2 separate regions of the Hordeum vulgare genome follow, and region 1 is linked to region 2. A link is a contact called in public Hi-C data. All regions are on one chromosome and are shown on one strand. The core of a region is the stretch at or near the end of the contact, and the rest is flanking DNA. Distances in the headings are between cores, read along the strand shown.

What was found. Hi-C and Micro-C count contacts between places; a contact is called where the count stands out from the background.
Region 1: a contact with region 2 is called in a Hi-C map of seedling, with 1.8 times the contacts expected there. The contact joins the promoter of LOC123402641 here to the promoter of LOC123402852 in region 2. A contact is called at or near these places in 2 of 6 Hi-C or Micro-C datasets (leaf and seedling).

The regions. Positions count from the first base shown.
Region 1 is chr6H:182,890,229-182,893,659 of MorexV3_pseudomolecules_assembly, forward strand. It overlaps LOC123402641, which reads right to left and starts at 1,590. Exons shown (of 2, transcript XM_045096572.1): 1 at 1,195-1,590. The coding sequence starts at 1,417.
Region 2 is chr6H:182,666,500-182,669,703 of MorexV3_pseudomolecules_assembly, forward strand. LOC123402852 reads right to left here and starts at 1,432. Exons shown (of 5, transcript XR_006611358.1): 1 at 1,237-1,432; 2 at 53-473.

The DNA.
Region 1 (3,431 bases), core at 340-2,839, 220 kb after region 2:
GGACAAAGAATAGGTGATATAGGAATGATCAAGGGGGTTTGCTTGCCTTGTTGCTCTGCAAAAAAAGCTGGTCATTAGGAGGGTAGTCATACCCGGCGGCAGCGTTTGTCTCGGGGTCTACCGGTAAGAAAAGGGGGGAAGAAACAATAAATATAAACACAGATGCAATCACTAAGCATGACATGGCAATATGCACAGCTAGGCATGAGCTAACGCAGTATCATCCGTCATAGACGGATCGGGAAAATCTCGGATGATATTTCCCGGGTCTGTGGCTACTACTGGTCAGACGAAAATGACAAAAAAATGTTTCACGTTTGCTATGCTAGGGACGCGTGACAAACGAACGGATAGCGTATCCAAGTTCGTCTCGTTCTGCCGATCAACTTTCATGTTCAAAATATTTCCATCTGACTTACGGTTTAATTAATATTAATTTCTAAATTTTTATTCAATATTTGTAATTAAATAGATTTAAATAATTCAGATATTTAGATATGACATCATTGTGATCTCAGCATGACATCAACAGTCAACCGGGCTTTGACTGGTCAAATATGACCAGTGGGTCCCATCTGTCATAGGAAAATTTATTATTAGGATTAAATAAATATTTAATCAAGTTAATTAGTGGCGTGGGACCCATCTATCATAGGGTGCTAGTTAACAATTTAATTTAATTAACTTAATTAATCATCAGGTTAATTAGAGGGGGGTGGCCCGAGATGTCATTGATATTTAAACTAACAACAGATTAAATATACTAATTAATATAATTACTCTTAATTAACTATTTATTTATTTATATTTCATTTTTTATAAAACGTTCTCGGAGGTGGACCCCATTGTCATTGATAGTGGGGGGGGGGGGGGGGGGTTGGCCCACATGCCAGTGGGGGGGGCTCATCCCCACCCTATCACAGATCGGACAGGGGGCGCCATGGGGGGGCGTCCGGTCTTGCCGACGGCCAGGGCGGTGGTGGTGGGTGCGGGCACGTGCGGGGGAAGGTGCAGGGGGGCGTGGAGGCCGGCGGCGGCGCATGGGGGGGGTTGCTGGTGCGGCGTGTGTGCGGGGGGGGCAAGCGAGGGGAGGCACAAGGCACGCGAGGGGGGCGAAGGGGGACGTGGCAAAGGCGGCCAACAACGGCGGGGCGATGAACGGGGAGGGAGAGGGAGATGAGGCCGGGGTCTCACCGGCGCTAGCGGAGGGAGGCAACGGGTGTGGGGAGGTGCGATGGCCGGCGGCGCCATGGGACAGCGTGGAGGCACGAGGCAGCACAGGGAGGAGCCGGGGAGGGAGAGCGACTGATGACGGTGCGGTGGTCGCCGACAACGCGCTGGGGGCAGCGGCATCGGCCGGCGAGGTTGCCGGAACCGGCCGAACCCGATTCGAGCAGGGGGAGCAGCCAGCCGCCATGGGATTCGCTTGGGGCGATGGTGGGGCGGTGTCAGTCAACAGGGAGCGGCAGGGAGGCACGGGAGAGTGGCCAGTGGTACTGGTGGAGGGCTGATGTCGTCGGAGTGGAGGGAGAGGTCCCCATCCGATATGGATCGGGAGAAGGGGAAGAGAGGTGGGGGCTCAGTGCGACACGGGTGAGTGGGTGGGGCGTGTCGGTGGAGGGGTGGCCCCTTGTAGCGAGAGGGGAGGAGGGGTGAGGTGCGCCGGCCAGTTGGGAGGGGGAATGGGCCGACCTAGGGTGGGGGAATGGGATGTGGCCTAGGGGACAAAAAGGGGGTTTTCTTTGCCTTTTTAATTAAATTCTTTTTCTACTATTATTATTTTGTTTTTATCTATCGTAGTAATAAAGGACTTTCTAAAAATATGGCACGTGCCCAAATATTAAAGTTATAATATTTGACAGTGCCACAAGATATTTGGGGGCCTTTTGAAAATATTTGAATACTCGATAATTTAAAGGGAGTTTTTAATAATTGATTTGGTCTTGGTTTTAATTATCCTATGAATTTATACATTTTTTAATATGTTGGTTACTCCACCATAATTAACTATGGAATATTTGCAACCTTAGGAACAATTTTGTTTTTATGTTTGAAGAAATAATAATTTGACTTTAATTTATATTTGAAATTTGGCTTTGATTTTATTAAGTCACAATCTAACTTAGTTAAACTCGATGACGTGGCACCATTAGTGTGTGGTTACTGTAGCTTAACTACCGGGGCGTCACAGCCTAGACCTATTAGGTGTTTGTTTTTATTTCAAGAATTTGCTTTGCATATTGTTGATAGGAATGGAGCTGAAAACCCATAGCAAATAATTTGTCTAAAATGGAAAAAAAATTTGATGACCCACTACCTATTAATGATATTTTTCCTATTGAGAAATTATATATTATAAATGCTTCCCGTAGCACTAGGTATGCAGATTATTTTAATTACATTGTTGCTAAATATATACCACCTAGTTTCACCTACGAACAAAAGAAAAAGTTCTTTAATGATTAAGACTTTACTTTTGGGATGACTCGCATCTTTATAAAGAAGGAGTGGGTGGTGTTATTAGATGTTGTGTGCCCGAGCATGAACATGAAGATATCCTTCGGAAGTGTCATTCCTAAGCATGCGAAGGGCACCACGCTAGTGACATAACTGTACACAAGGAATTATAGTCTGGTTTTCAAAGTGACATTCCTCTCTTGTGATGAATGTCAAATAATTGGTAACATTGGTAGATGTAAGGAAATGTCTATGAACTATTCACTTGCTATCAGACCATTTGATGTTTGGGGTTTTGATTTTATGGGACCTTTTCCTTCCTCTAATGTGTATACTCATATTTTAGCTCATGTTGATTATGTTACTAAGTGGGTGGAAGTTATTCCAACTAGTAGTGCTGATCACAACATGATACGTCCATTTTGCATTATGTTTTTCCACTATTATTTATAGTGTTTTTATGCATTATACCAATTTATGGAGTAGTTCTAATGCATTTTCTCTCATAATATGCAAGGTTAACACGGAGAGGGAGAATGCCGGCCGATGGAATTCTGGACCCGAAAAAGCTACGCTATTCTGCACACCTCCAAATGGGCTGAAACTTCGCAAATATTTTTATATGGAATAAATTAGAAATATTGGAGGAAAGAAGTACCAGAGGGGGCTGCCAAGTGCCCACTAGGCACCAGGGCGCGCTAGCCCCCCTGGCATGGCATGGAGGGTAGTGGGCCACCCAGCCCACTTCTGGCGACCATCTTGTGGTATATATTCACTCTTGACCTAGAAGAGAGGAGAGGACTTTTGGGACAAAGCGTCGTCGTCTCGAACCGGAACCTGGGCAGGAGCACTTTTGCCCTCCGGAGAGCGAGTCCGTTGGAGGAACTTCCCCGCTAGAGGGGGAAATCGAGGACATTGTTATCACCAACAAACCTCTCATCTTGGGGAGACCAATCTTATCAATATCTTCAACA
Region 2 (3,204 bases), core at 182-2,681:
AGCTTGTGCAAAAAAGAATAAGTATTTGATAATTTGAATGGATGAACTGTACCTTTGGAAGAGCAACCCATTTGTCGTCTTGCCAAAGCTGCCTTGTCCTAAGATTGGATGCATCTACCCTCAATTCTAGGGAGGATCCGAGGAGCCTGACAAGATAGTACTCATGACCAAGCAATTTCACGACTTCCACAACCTTCCATGAATAGCTGTCAAAGACTTCAAGGATGTCGCCTGGGACCCAGCATACAGGACCATCTGGGGACGGGGGAGAAGGCCTTATCACCTTTCTTGGAACCCTTTCAATGGCCAGACTACCGTCAAACAGACATGGATCATAGCTTACAAGATAGGTGTGCCCATTGCCAGAAAGGATCTCAGCAGGCCTCCAGGAACCGAAAGGTGCCTCTGTCTTCTGCAGTACTTCCACCTTGCCCTCTTTGCAGAACTTCATAGCGTCTTGTTATTGCCAAGCACTGTTGCAGATAGATAACAAATTTTAGTAATTGAGCCAATGGTTCTTAAAGGCAAGATGAAAAATCTAAACCTGTCGAGCAGTGTTGAACAAGACAAACTAATAAACATAACAGGGATGATGCTATTAAATTCGAAACCAAATTCATCATAGATCAAAATGAGATTTCTAAAGTGTATTATGCTGCAACCACCTTTTTTGTTTTATCTTGCACATCAGAACCTTACAGTAAACTGCAACGTTTGCACGTGCAGATTCAGTGCAATCGGATGCATCGAATCACCAATCCACGGGACAACAGATGGACGAACGACTGGTTTAATTACTAGAGTAGTCGGACGAGAATACTTGACATGAGAAATTGCTGCGGGCACAGCTATCCTCTACAAAGGAATAATCAAGAAAAAGATTAACCGACGCATCACCCACCAGATCAACAATAATCCATCGTGGACAGTTCAAGCAGACTTGCAATCTGGATTATCAGGCCAGAAATACTCTTGGAAGAATTACGGGCTCGTACATGAAGAGACAGATCAAAGAAACTAGGAAAAATCCGCACAGCAGAACGATCTATTCTAGTGAGTTCCCGAACAAGCACCTATGAACTGGGGCCAGGAAACTATGGCGCTTAGTCAACCAGCTAATCAATCAATGCGATTACTCTCGTCGCCGCCTCCATCCCCGCATCAAAAACAGCACCCGCCCCAAACTCTAGAACGAAAAAAAAAATATTCAAAGACGGAACAGGAAGGGGCGCAAACCTTGCGATGCCGACTGCGGCCGCGGCCGGGAAGAAGCACGGGAAAAAAATCCGAGGAAAAGCTCCGGCGAGCGCCCAGAACTCCGCCCTGATTCTCCGCCCCGCGAGAAGAGATTAGACGAAGGAGAAAACCGGAGAGAAATCGTGAAGCGGAAGAAAAAAGGGAATCCGAAAATTAATTTTCTTTAATTAACCTGGGAGGGTTGCGGATTTTATACGTGTACATCGAGGAGGGGGGTTGCGTTGCGTGGTGGCGCTTTCGAGAGCAAGGCGACAACTGAAGGCGCATCTCGGCCGTCGGATCGGAACTGCCATCCATTGTGCTCTCGGTCCACAACCTCGGCGTCCAGCCTTTTCCGTCCGATGCGGATCGGGCGGCTGGGAGGGGTCGAGCCCATCCGTGGTAAATTATCAACCTTTTATTTTCCTTATTATGCATTTTTTTAATAAGAAGAAAATTATCAACCCTTTCTTCGGCTGTCGGTTACGGTGCATACGGTGTGCGTTGCTGGCAGCCTTGTGGGCGGTGGCCTCCAAGAACAACGTTTGAAATAAGCAAACATGTTTTGTATTGTGCACAGTCTTTGTTAAGGATGCGTAAACATATGGATTGGATAATCGCATGTGTAACGAACCAATACGTGGTTTGATGGTTACAGAGACATTTTGATATTCCTAACTTATTAGGATTAAAGTTTCAGTGTTGGAGTTATTCTTGTATTTATTTTAAATTTTCCGGTGATGCATCTTCAGTGGGTGGAAACTTTCTTTTCAACGTCGAGACACCTACGGTAACTTTGAAAATCTCAAGATGATATATCGGCTCTGTCTCCGGAAGGCGTTCATAAAGATAGGGTATGAGTATGTATGTTTATAGGGATGAGTGATTTTTTATGGAAAAGGAGGTTCAAACCCCCGGTCTCTGCATCAATCGATGCATACGGTCATTTTTATTAATTATTTAACATGGGTCTAACAAGAACATACATCAAACCATCCGAAGCCACCACTCACACCTACAAAACTCGATAATGTAGAGTGTTCTCACTCCCCATATCTAAAACCGGTGCCGTCACCGATACATCCACTTCGATGCAGCAGACCTAAAGCGTACACCACATGCACACGTTTTAGATGTCGTCATCATCATCAGGCTGCTAACCCATCTTCAGGAGAGAGATGTGTATCATCCTTGCCAGTCCGTCCATCCGTCGACGCCACCACGGCTCGTCAGTCCATACGCGAAGATTCTGGAAGATATGTCGTGCGTAGCACCTGCCGACCAGGCATGACACATCGTAGCACCTGTCGGCCAGGCATGACTTGACATCTCAACTGAAAGCTCTGTGCAAGATGATCGACGCCGCCACGGCATCAAACAACGCCACCGCCCTACGCTCATTCGTCTAGACACAAAGATTCTGAAAGAACTGTCGTGCGTAGCACCTACCAACCAGGCATGACTCAGTGTATGACTTGATAGTTCCACCAAATCTTCGGGCCAAACGAAGCTGCTCCATCTCCTGTCTCTGTCATCCAGCGCTGCTCCACAAAACGATGCTCCCAAGAGAGAAACAACACCGCAGTACCGCCATCGTCCGATCTGGAAAGTCGGATCTTAGGGTTTCCCCCGAAGCAGTGCCCACCACCAGCAACTGTCCAAGACCCACATAGTGTCCACCACCACTCAGCACTCAAGGCGACGCCTTCAGGAAGGTCACGACGTCAAGGACGCCGCCGCCGCCCACCGGAGTTAGGTTTTCACCCGAGAGGCAGTGAGGTAGGAAGTGGAGGAGCAGATGTAGACCGACGTCTCCAGGAAGAAAAACGTCGCCTTTGAGCATCGTCGGCGGCGCGGCCGGCCAGGGCCGACCAATGGGTTTCCCCTTATCTGAATCTCGTCCACCAGCTTCATCCGCGACCACGCCGGCAATGCCAGGAAACTGCAGGAGAGAAGCACACCGCGGGT